Linked DNA regions of Gossypium arboreum: region 2 is linked to region 1. A link is a contact called in public Hi-C data. All regions are on one chromosome and are shown on one strand. Each heading gives the region's core, a stretch centred on a gene start, on an enhancer-like site or on the middle of the called end of the contact. The rest is flanking DNA. Distances are from core to core; before and after follow the strand shown. Region 1 has its middle 13 kb from the start of LOC128294735. Region 2 has its middle 9.4 kb from the start of LOC128293984.

Region 1 (6,281 bases), core at 2,672-5,171:
AGTGTATTTTTAGACCCAAAAAGTAATATAAACATGTATTGTGCTTTATAAGTATATTTTATTGTATTTTTAGATTCAAAAGTAATTTACCTGAGCTATTATAAGATATTGATTTAGTTGATACTACTAACCTTGAAAGTATTGATAAATACTATTGAAGAGCAGATGCTATGAATCAATTAATTGAAATTGAGTTCATTTTTCAAAAAAATCTGTAACACCCCGAACCCGAGACCATCGCCGGTGTCGGACACGAGGGGTTAACAAGCCAAGTTCACTTGTTTTGCCCATCCATTTGACATTTTCAGTCAGGCTGGAAAACTGCGTCACTATCGCCTTAAAAATCATATCTCGAGTTTCAAAACTCGGAAACTGGTTTCGTAAATTTTCCCTGAATTTAGACTCATATATCCATCCATGGATTTATTTCTAGAATTTTTGGTTGGGCCAATTGGTACAGTTTATTAGTTAAAGTCACCCATGTTACAGGGATCGACTGCTCTGACCTTCGCTCGGTATAACTTGAATATCTCTCTGTACAGGGCTTTAATGCTGGTTTCGTTTGTTTCTATGAAACTAGACTCAAAATGGAATCTGTACATATAAGGTATGTCTCCTAATTATTTTTGGATAATTTATAGTAAATTTTTAAAGTTGCGACAGGGAACCCAGAAACCGTTCTGGCCCTGTCTCACAATAGCTTTAATATCTCTTAACATGTAACTCCTATGACCATTTCGTTTCTTCCATATGAAAATAGACTCATCAAGGTTCATTTACATAGCTTATTCACTATTTAATTCCATTCCTACGAATTTTGGTGATTTTTCACATTCACGTCACTGCAGCTGGCAGCATCTGTTTTTAAGGTAGGTCTTACCTATTTGGTAGTCTCCATGAACCAACTAGTCTTGCCATACATAGGTTCATATATGATCATTTTAACCATGCCAATGGCTGATCATATGACCAACATTCCCATTTCAAGCCATAGCCACATCATGACACCAAATATATACATACAAACCACAATTATTCTAAGTTCATGTTTCCTTTTCGAGCCATTTTCGCATGGCCGTACATACTTACATCACAACATATTTAACAAACAAGGGGTAGTCCTATACATGCCATCTCAAGTTCAACCAAAATTTATACCAAAATGGAGGCTTGATAGTGTGGATGACTTGACTTCAACGATCCCAAATCCGATTGCTTGACGAAATCTAGAAAAGCGAGAGCCAAAGCAACGGGGTAAGCATTTTATGCTTAGTAAGTCTCAAGGAATATAATCAACTCTAATTACAGCAATACATTCACATAGCCAAGTGCATCATTTCATTAATACACATTCTTACTTCACACTTCATCATTATATAATTTCACAAAGTATCAATCAATTCAATAACTGAAATTCATTAGTCGGTTGAGCGAATGTTGCTCAAATATGTCGACTTTCAATGCACATATAACGTACCTTATCCTTTGGGCTTTTCGAGTGTACTAATAAATTCATTACAGCAACCAACACTCACCTCCAGCCCAAGATTCTTTGAATATAACCGGATATAATCACGTGCACAAATGCCTTGGTCTTAGCCGGATAGAATAACTTCATACGAATGCCTTGGTCTTAGCCGGATATAGCCACTAGCACAATTGCCTTGGTCTTAACCGGATATAATTTCAGCATAATTGTCTTGGGCTTAGCCGGATATCATTCAATTTCTCATGTACACATACATCAATAATCATTGGACATACATATTTCATTTTTGTTACTAAGGCTCAAACGCAAATATAATCACAAGCATATTCGCCTTCGGGACTTAGCCCGGGTAGAATTCGAATGCTTATACATACATAATCAATAATCAATACACATCCATACTTTATTTCACATAATTCAAGTAGGGTCACTTCTTGAGGACTTACCTCGGATGTTGTCGAACGGCTTTTTCGGCTATTCGATCACTTTCTTCTTCCCCTTGTCCAATTGTGGCCCTCTAAGCTCTTGAGCTTACTCTTGTTGCAAGTTTAGCCAAATTTCCTTCTAGATCTCTTCTAAACAAAGAAAATGAAGCAAAAATCCTTCCTTCTTCCTTAGTATTTTCGGCCAAAGAAGAGAAAAATAGGTGAACAAAATTTTTTTCTTTGCTTCTCTTTCACTCACGGCAAAGGGGGAAGGATGAGCAAATTTTGATTTTTGTTTCTCTTCCTACATGCTTAATTTTTTATCATTTATCACATCATGCATTAACAAAACATGTCATAACATGTCTTCCTTGCCCATATTCCCTTGTCATGGCCGGCCACTATACCATCCTTGGGGAAATTTGACATGCAAATCCTTATTTTTGCATGCATGCTCAACTAGTCATCACACATTTCCCCATCATACTTTCAAAGTTTACTACTAGGTCCTTTCTAGTGAAATTCACATTTATAATTTCTAAATTGAAACATCAAAATGTCATACACAATTTAACACATATCATAGGCATCAAATTAAATTTTTAATTATTTTTATGCCTCGGTTTTGTGGTCCCGAAACCACATTCCGACTAGGGTCAATTTTGGGCTGTCACAAAATCATCGAAAAAAAATGATCTATTTGTTGTCATTTATACGAACAAAATATTATGATCATGATCATTAAGAATTCAACGAGACCCTTCCTCGCGAATCAAACAAAGAAAAAGGAGGTGGTCCCCGTTGAGTTCTTACACTTTCATGCCTATAACTTTGTTCGTCCCATTTTATATCATATTATAGGGACGAACCCAATCTAAAATATGAACCATAAAAGAAAATACATATTAAACTGAGAGTTAATTGGACATTAATTCATTTAGAAAAAGATTTAAAAAAATCATTTTTTTTAAAGTAAGGTTAAAGTAGGCCATAAATCCTATTATTCTTTAAAAGTCTAGAATTTAATCCATGTACTTCTATTTTTAGGAATATAATTATCTATTTTTCATTTAAAAATTCAGGTTAAGTTGTTAAAATTTTTAAATTTGTTGATGTGAAATTTCAAATAAAAAAAATCCATTTGATAGTCATGTAAGTAAAAAAGTGATGTTCTAATGAATATGAATTTAACAAAATAATATTAAGCTGTGTGAATTATTGAACTGAATTTTAAAATTTAAAAAGTAAAAGAATTAGATTCCTAAAAATAAAAATAAAGAGATTAAATTTAAAATTTATGAAAAATACAAAGAATTATTGATGTGTTTTAACCAAAAAGTAATTAATAATTCTATAATAATATTTTCTATCTTTTTTATTTATATAATAAATCTAAAAAACTTTCATAATAAAATTTATACCTAGGTTGGTAGGGTTGGACCCCTTAAAATGAAATTCTTTTCATTTAGGTCCGTTTATAATTTATAAAATTTTAAATTAACAATAATAAAATTATACTTTGACACCAAAATAACAAAAATTGATGTAATGCTATAAAAATTATAAAAATATAAACTATTAAAATAATAAAATTACACTTCTACTATCATAAAATATATAATTTAATTCTAATTCTAATCCTAATTTTTTTTCTTTTTAACTTCAACCCTGCCTAAAACTTCAAACTTCTCAAATTCTGAACTTTATCAGTTAATCGAAACTTTATTATATAAATATAGTTTTAAACAAATTTTTTATATTACTATCTAATTACTATAAAAGAAAAGTCCGTAAAAAAACAAAAACCAAATGGGGGAGCGTGAAAGGCACTGACGGAGGAATGAGAGTGGGAGATTTGGGAATGAATGAAGATTAATGGTAAATAAAATCAAAATTTTAATAGAAATTAAGGGCAAATGAATAAATAAAAAAGAATTGATGTTCACATGGAGGCATGTGCAAAAGACCCCACCGTTGGAACGTTGGTGTTGGCGATAAGAGTACAGCCCGTTTTTCCCGGGACGGAGCCCGCTTTGTCTATATGCGCTGTTTTCCGGACACATTTATTTGTAACCATTTGCTAACCAAACAAAAATCCACGGTTCATATGTTAATTTTTATGTTTTTTTATAATTATAAAATACTATAGTAAAAATCAAAGGTACAGACATCAAGGCTTTTTCTTACATTTGCACCCACATATATTTGCACAATTATAATATATAAGAATTCAACATTTAATATTCTTAGTATCAGTAACTGCTATTTGTTGTTACATCTTTTTTACATACTAAACAACCTCTTCAACTTTTTATTTTATTTTATTTTATTTTATTACACCCTTAAAGTTTAGCTGGTATTCAAATAGGCCCTTATATTTTTACTTTAAAACTAATTATTGATGTGATATTTTAATAATGTTAAATATTAAATACTTTAAAATGCAGTACAAGTATGCTTTTATGCAATAGCTGTTTAGTTGGATTTAGGTTAAAGTTGAAGGATTTATTTAGATATAAAAAAAGTATAAGGGCTTTTCTAAAAAAGGTAAAATAGTTTAATGGTTTATTTGCATATTATCTTAAAAAACCAGATCCATGCAAAAACTAAGAAGGTTAAATAACATGGAATCATTATTTTTGGACAGAGTGTGGGTTTGATTTCAAAAGAATTTATTTGATTTGATAAATAAAAATATTTTAATTATTTAAATTTAAATTGAACAGAATGAAAGTGTCAAGAAAAAGTCGCGGACTAAACTTGGAGCTAGAAACATTAAGTAAGACACCTCATTGTGGAGTTGGTAGATTCATGATTCAATTAGCTGGCAATTAGAGATCTCCAATTACATTTTAGGCCTCCAATGCATGCATCTTTTTCACTAAAACATATGATTATTTATTATTTTATTTTGATTTGATTTGATATTTGACTAATATAATAATCACTTTTGTTTTAATTTTGATTTGATTTGATATTTAACCAATATAATCACTTTGCTTTATGAGAAATCTGAAAATTGGGTGTTGGTTGGTTGTGGAAAATTTAGTGGTTTGTGCGAAACAATATTCTTAACTTTCGGTGGATGGATGGTCACTATAAAAAAGATGTGAAAAAGGTAGTTACTAGATGAAGAGAAACAATAAAAGAAAATTCATGTAATAGTAGTTTTTTTTATTAATTAGTAAACTTATTTGTTAAGAGGTTTTTTTTTTTTAAATGGTAAACGATTGTTTATATAATATGACCGAGCTTTTATTGTCAATGCCTTTCCTCAATCATTCTTTTTACAATCAAGATTGAAATTATAATTTTTGAGCTTAGAGAGGAGAAGAAAAAAAAAATAACACTTAGCATAAGGGTAGATTTTCGGAGGAAGAGGAAGCAGATACATCTTAACACCAAGGACAAATGTCATGGTTGGCCTTAAATCTTGAACAAGACCTGTATTCATCTTGTCATGGTTGGCCACTCGAGAGGAAAATTGGCCTTCTTGATAGACGGTGATGTGATTAACATAGATTTAGCAAGGATTTACATGTGATCCATGTCACACTCCAAAAATCGAGTTAGAAGAATCGGGTTTGTAAAATCAAGAGTTGTCACACCTCGATTTATAATGTTATCATTGTGCGATGGTTAATTAAGAAAATTATTGGCCTAAGTGGTTAAGAAGTAGTGTAAGTACCTTTGGATACCTTTACTCCTATTCTAAAATATTTTAGAGGTTTAATAAAAAACTGACTTTAATATGAAAATAAGCATGTGTATGAATGTAAGGGGATTACCATGGATTAAGTTGTAGAAATAATGAGTCAATGAGATAAATATATGATGAATAAATATGAGATTTATTGTGAAATGAATACGTGTAAACTCTATGTTTGAAAGGTGTTGAAATAAGTCATAAACAAAGTTGAGGTAGAAATGAGTGGTTATGAAATGCCTTATTAACTAATAAAGTATTATGTATATTTTGGTTGCCATAAAGTTGCTAATAAGAATGATTTTGGCATATGAAAAGAGTCATAAAATAGGATATTAATGTAGAAATGTGTAAATATGTCACCATGGAAAATTTAGGGGTAAGTTATTTATTAAGTGTTAGAGAGTCCTTCCTAGAGATCCAAGTTTGAACTCATTTCCTTCAATTCTATTATTTTCGATAAAATAGGGTAAAAGTCAGACCCCTGAAATAAATATATACGGTTAAGAAATAAAATTAAGTAAGAAACGAGTTTGAGGCTTAATGCTTAAGAGTTAGAGCATCTATTTTAAGGACTTAGGTTTGCGCATCTCCTTTCCCTTTTAATTTTGTGATTTCGACCGTAACACCCTGAAACATATATATACAGTTTAGTATTTAA
Region 2 (6,175 bases), core at 1,262-3,761, 95 kb after region 1:
CCATTGAACTTCATGATCATGATTTGTGCCATAAAAGTACCAAAGAGTGGCTTATTTGCATAATGGAAACGTTAATGTAAGATTTCCTTTCACACTTTCAATTTGTGGAATTGTAGTCTTAATGTTGTTGGCAATAGAATTTCACAAAATAAACATAACTCTCAATCTGTTTGACCATTCCCAATTTATTTTTTGTACAACTTCTCTTACTCATTGATTAAGTCAATAATAGCAATAGGTTTTTCTTCTAATAATGTTTAATCAAGACCCAAAACACTTAAATAGTACTTGTTTACTACATTTAAAGAATAACTCGTTAAATAAAGCAATAGATGAGGCTTGTGAATGATTGAAATAGTTGCAAAATAATAAAAGTAAAAAAAACATAAATGCTCAAAATAATGAAATTACTTTTGAGTTCAAATAAACAAATAATGAAGTAAATCCTAGTTCTCCTTTGGGCAAATACTACAATATACTATCTTAAATAAAAGCTACTAATTTTAAGGAACAAATAAATAATTTCATCATATATACATGTTACTTTTGCACATTCAAATATATATCTAAAAATTATATTAATTTATCACCATAATTTTCACAATCCATTGAATAAATAATTCACCTTTGAGCAAATTTTAGAGTTCTAATGAATAGTGAAAGTTAATTATCTATTTTTCCATTATAAACATTTCACTAATTATATGGATATTAACAACTTATACATGCATAATTTAATTGATATCTATGAAAACTTTCTAATTTGAACACTTTGGTGACTAATAAATTACATATCACATACATAACTTGTATAGGAACTTTTAATCCCCATTTATATAAAATGCTAAAACACACATTATAATATATCCTCAATTTTCATTATAATACTTAAAAATAATACATGAGAAATAAATAATTTTATATTAATTATAAATTTAGAACATAATAAATAATTAAACTTAATAAAAATTAAAAATAAATAAATATATTACATTATCATAAATCGTAATGCTAAAACATAATAAATAATAAATAATATCTCCATCAACCTCACTTTGACTTTTTAAACAATAAGCACGAATTAAAACATTTTAAAGCATAAAGTCTTGACACTCTTATCTTCCAAATTGCCAAGAGCCAACCACATTCTAATATTAAATCGCAACAACATACAAGAGATGCTGACAATAAAATCAATGACATAAAATAAACCTTAGTCATTAACTTAAAATAAACCTTACTCAAAACAAAATCTCTTTTTAAGTGATTGAAATCGCGATAATATAAAGTAATTAAAAATAAAATTAATCTATTGATTAAGTCTTAGCTTGATTGGTATGGATATCGTTACCAATATAAGAGGACGTGGATTCAAGTGCATTGAAGCGCATTATCCTCTTATTTATAAATTGGGAAGGGGTATAGTTAATTTTAAACATTGTACCAAAAGAACAGATATTATTAGAACATATAATTTTTACGAACATAGAAAATTTCATGATGCGAAATTAAAATCGACCATTGAATTTGACAAAGAAAATCACGATAAATTATTTTCTCTATCTTGACATTTTCCATTAAGGTTATACAAACCCTAAGTGATGAAGATTATAAACTTAACATTTATGTTATGTTTGGTAAGAATATTACTTTGTACACATTTAATAATTGAGGGAGGGGAATAGGGTTGTTTGGAATTGAACCCAAACTTTCATGTCTACAACATAATATTCTTACCATTAGATTAAGAAGTTGTTGGCAAGAGGTCTTATTTTTTTACCAATGATATTACTCATTTTTTAATGTTTAATTTAAATTTATAGAAATTATTTTTATTTTATATATAACTATTATAATACATATGTAATAAATAGGTTTATTTTCTCATATTATTATTCTCATAACCAAATGAGGTATTAATGTGATACGTTTATCAAATAATGGAATGAATAAATAGAACTTAATTTCTATTAAAGTAAACAACTTAATCCATTTAAATTTGACTTAAATGAGTGTATAAATTTATTGAAATTTTACAACTAGTGAATTAACCATGGCATGAAATTTTGCCAAATCCAAAGGCTTGTCGGATATAATGGTGGAGGGAAATGCATATGTGATTATCTCTAAATTGAAGAATAACAGATTAGATCTCATGGTGCTAGGACACTTCCTTCAACTTAAAGACACTTTTAGCAAGTCTTGGTTGTAATTAACTTTTAGAGTTTGATTTTAATTATCCCGTAAAAATTCATAATTACATAATGAATGATGCTATTCAAGTTCATAATTAATAAAATATGTTGTGTTTACTTTCTTTCTTTTTTTTTTTTTGAAATTAGTATAATATTGTTTTAAATTTGGCTTATGTGTTCTTATATTTCTTTCAACGTTTAAATTTCCTATCTAGCAAAGCACAAGGTGACAAATGCATGAAAACTGCGTGTGCTGGTATGTCAGTGTATCACTAATGCTGTCTAATTGTTCCAACGCTGATATAAATAATCACACATGCCCGACACGATTGAACTCCAATTGTCCTTTTGGTTTAACCCACAACTTTGTCTTTCCTCTTATCCCCTCTACTTTTGCTTTTCTCCTCTTCTTTTTTTTTCCCCTTTTTTTTTAATTTTATTTTTAAATTACTAATAGGTTAAAATCTACTTTTGGACCCTCTACTCTTCAACCATTTAGAATTTAGTCCTTTCATTTTTTAGATTTAAAAATACAAGTCTAATTGTTAATGTTGTTTATTTCAGCATCATTTTTCTTGTTGCATTTTTATCAAAATGAGTATATATTTATTTCAAATGGTTAAATTATTGAATTTAATAAAAGAATTTAATGATGTTAATTATTAGACCAAAGCTTTGAAATCTAAAAATAAAAAAAATCAATTTCTTAAAAATAAAAGTTAAGAGATTAAATTTTAAATTTACAAAAATACAAAAGCTTATAACATATTTTAACTTTATGCACCAAAAATGACATTAATTTTAATTTAGACTTCTCAAAAAAATTATTGTTATAATCCATAACAATTAATAACTCATGAATATACGGGATTAATAAACATTAAAGATATTTAAAACATTAATAATATATCAGCAATATGGATGGAGTACAACTATTATTATAAAAGTTTTGCTTGAGTTTATTATTATTGGTATATTGTATCTTTAATGAAAGAATATTTGTTTAAACTTTAAAAATAATATTATTAAAAGAAGTAATTATTAATAAAATCGATTTAGTTTTAAAATAATGTAAAAATTGTTTTACAAAATAAATAATATATACGGATAAGGTTATATTTGTAATTAACTTTTTTTGAAAAGTAAATTTATATTCCTTATTTGTAACTCCGCACGTTTCTCTTATAAGAAGTTTTAACGCTTTTTTAACTTCTTTGTCGTACTTGTATTATTTAATATATAAATAATTTATTAATTAGTTTCACTTATAGAATGAATGAACATGGACTAGTACTAACAGCTCTCATAGATATCTAAGCTCAGTCTAACCTAATTATTCACCTATTCTTTTCATATCTTTTTACAATTTATATTTAGTATTTATGATTCTCTCTTTTAATAATTTCATTTTAAAATTTTAATTTATATTTTTTAAATGAAATATTTCTTATCACTACATTCAACATTTATTAGTATGTTTAATTTTTTTTAAAAGAGATTAATTTAATATAAAAAGACAATTTTTGAAAAAAATTTTAAAAAACTATTTGGGTGATTGTGTATAGAATGAAAGGATTCATCCCTTGTAAATTTATTATTCACAATACATAGTAATTTTCTATCATATTAATATTTACTGCTAATATATATAAAAATAATTATTGAGCAGGGTTGGATAATGCAATGCCATTGCCCAATGGTGGGGTAAATTTTTAGACAGAACTTTTTTTTCTGTCTAGTCTTTATCTTTTATTGTATTTTATGTATGTAGAGAACTTTTTTAAAATGTCGGAAAACTTACGCATTAGGGCAAGTAGCTAAGCCTATAAATGTATGTAACCACCATGTAAAGTTCTTTTATAAAACTGATGAAAACCCGACCCAATATTGAGTACTGCAACCCATAAGGACTTGTAACGTTACGTACAAAACTAGGATCAAAGAAATCACATTAATGTTTTATTTTAGCTTATTTCTTTCGTGTAGTTAAATTGTTTTGCTTTTCCATGGGGAGTAATTGGCGATTTGCCTCTTTTGAGTAAAGAGGAAAATGCAATAATAGTTGGACCCAGGACGATTGGTTGGTCTTATTCTGAACTGGAGCTTTTTAGTTGGATGAATAGTCTGTTGTATAATTCTATTCCATTTCTACCTAAAAAAAGATGAATTTTTTGGGCCAACCCCTCTGAGATATCTATAATGGTACGAATCAGTGCTAGAAAGCCTAGTATTTTTGTTTTCTAATGAATCGTCAGGAGGGTGGGCCAATTTTAGATGTTCTTGAAATTTGATACCAGCTAATGTTTTTATTCTTTTGATAAATTAAAATTAGCATGGTTGATACATAATAGCGATCCTTACTTGTTAGTAGTAATTAATGCCCTCCTCGTAGTATTTTTTCAAAGAGGTAAACAATTAGTTAATTTAATTTTTTCACCGCTTTCGTTATCGGTGTGCGAACACCAAGGCAGAGAGAATCAACACTAATATAACAATAAAATCAGAATAACTAGGTGTAGTGTCTGCAAGTGTGACATGTCAATTGTAATATTTATAATGTTCAATGGAACACTTGAGTATTCCAAAGATCAAACCCAAAGAAGTCAGCAATTTAATGATTCATTCTCGACAAGCATGCAATGAAGGATTTGAACCCAAAGGAGTCAACAATTTAATGACTCCTTTTCGACAAGCATGGAATAAGGAGTTTAACTAGCTACTCACTAATTTCTATATTATAACGAAGCATAATTTGGATGTGAATTACTTTAATTAACCACTTAATATGCAAAAGGACTAAATTGTAAAACTAGATAAATTACGAAATTAACAAATTAACAAATTAATAACAAAAAACGATTGGTTGACTTCCATGTTGTTAATTAAATTTTGGATTAGGGATCTAAATTGCTTAAACTCCTAAGTGGCTCTATTTTACCTCTCAATCCCAATTTTACCAAATTAGACAAACTAGTTCGGTTTATCTCTCGATCTCACCTGACTAACCCAAGACTAATGAATTGGTCCCAATAAGATTACCTCTCGGCCTCACTTATCTTAATTTATCGTTAGGGGTGTCAATTCAAAGTTTTGAAGTTCATTAAATCTAGTTCAGTTTTTGCAATTTAATCCATGTACCAAAAACTAACTAAGCAACAATAACGTCAACCAACCACCATAAAGTTAGCTACTCATTATCATTTCTAAACAAACAACAATCAAATAAACGCCCAAAGCATACATTAATTTAAGTGCAAGATATAAGGTTAACAAAACTTAAGGTTTTCTTGAAAAAAGTTTGAAGGAGATAACAATGGTAGTGAAGATGATGCACATGTACACTAAAAATTAGAATTTTATCTAAGAAACTGAAAATGGAACTAAGCTATATTAAAAGCTTGGGATGAAAATGAAAATATAATGTAAAAATTTAAGTTCTTAAATGTAAATATCGTCTAGCTATAGTAAAACTAACTAACTAAAAATTAGAAAAGTAATGTAAACCCCAAAAAAGGAAAAAGAAAACCTTAAAACTAAGCTAAAGAGATGAAAGAAAACCTAATCTAAAGCTCTCCTCCTCTTCTCAGCCAAAAGTAGCTTTTAATATCTGATTTCAACCCAAAATTTTAGATCAAAATGCCCTTAAACCTTAATTTTGATTGGTATGGGTGTTGGACAAAAACTACCCCTACAATCATTCTTCTCCTCATTAGACATCGGTATCGCGATACCCAAACTTCGATATGGTGGTACCCAACGGTATCACGGTACACAAGTCAGTATTGAAATTGGGAGCCTTGGTATCGTGATATCACTGGAGTTGGCCTCAATTTTGTTCGTTTCAACATTGTTAAGGGTATCACAACTTCCATGCTTCGATACTGCGATACCCCCTTCTAGGTGATGTTTTTGCTCACGTTAGGGCCACTATTGACTCCCTACAACACTCAATCAATTGTTAGGTTCCCTATGGCACATTT

What was found. A called contact is a pair of places that touch in the nucleus more often than the background predicts.
Region 2: a Hi-C map of leaf shows a contact between it and region 1, with 2.1 times the contacts expected there. The contact joins two enhancer-like sites. A contact is called at or near these places in 2 of 5 Hi-C or Micro-C datasets (both in leaf).

The regions. Positions count from the first base shown.
Region 1 is chr6:133,377,065-133,383,345 of ASM2569848v2, forward strand. No RefSeq gene overlaps it. Among protein-coding and RNA genes, the nearest start is that of LOC128294735, 13 kb to the left of the region's middle. Within about 2 kb of position 3,922, at least 1 of the 2 cell types and tissues checked has an H3K27ac peak or open chromatin away from gene starts, as enhancers often do. A contact at or near this core is called in leaf, where this site is marked.
Region 2 is chr6:133,473,345-133,479,519 of ASM2569848v2, forward strand. No RefSeq gene overlaps it. Among protein-coding and RNA genes, the nearest start is that of LOC128293984, 9.4 kb to the left of the region's middle. Within about 2 kb of position 2,512, at least 1 of the 2 cell types and tissues checked has an H3K27ac peak or open chromatin away from gene starts, as enhancers often do. A contact at or near this core is called in leaf, where this site is marked.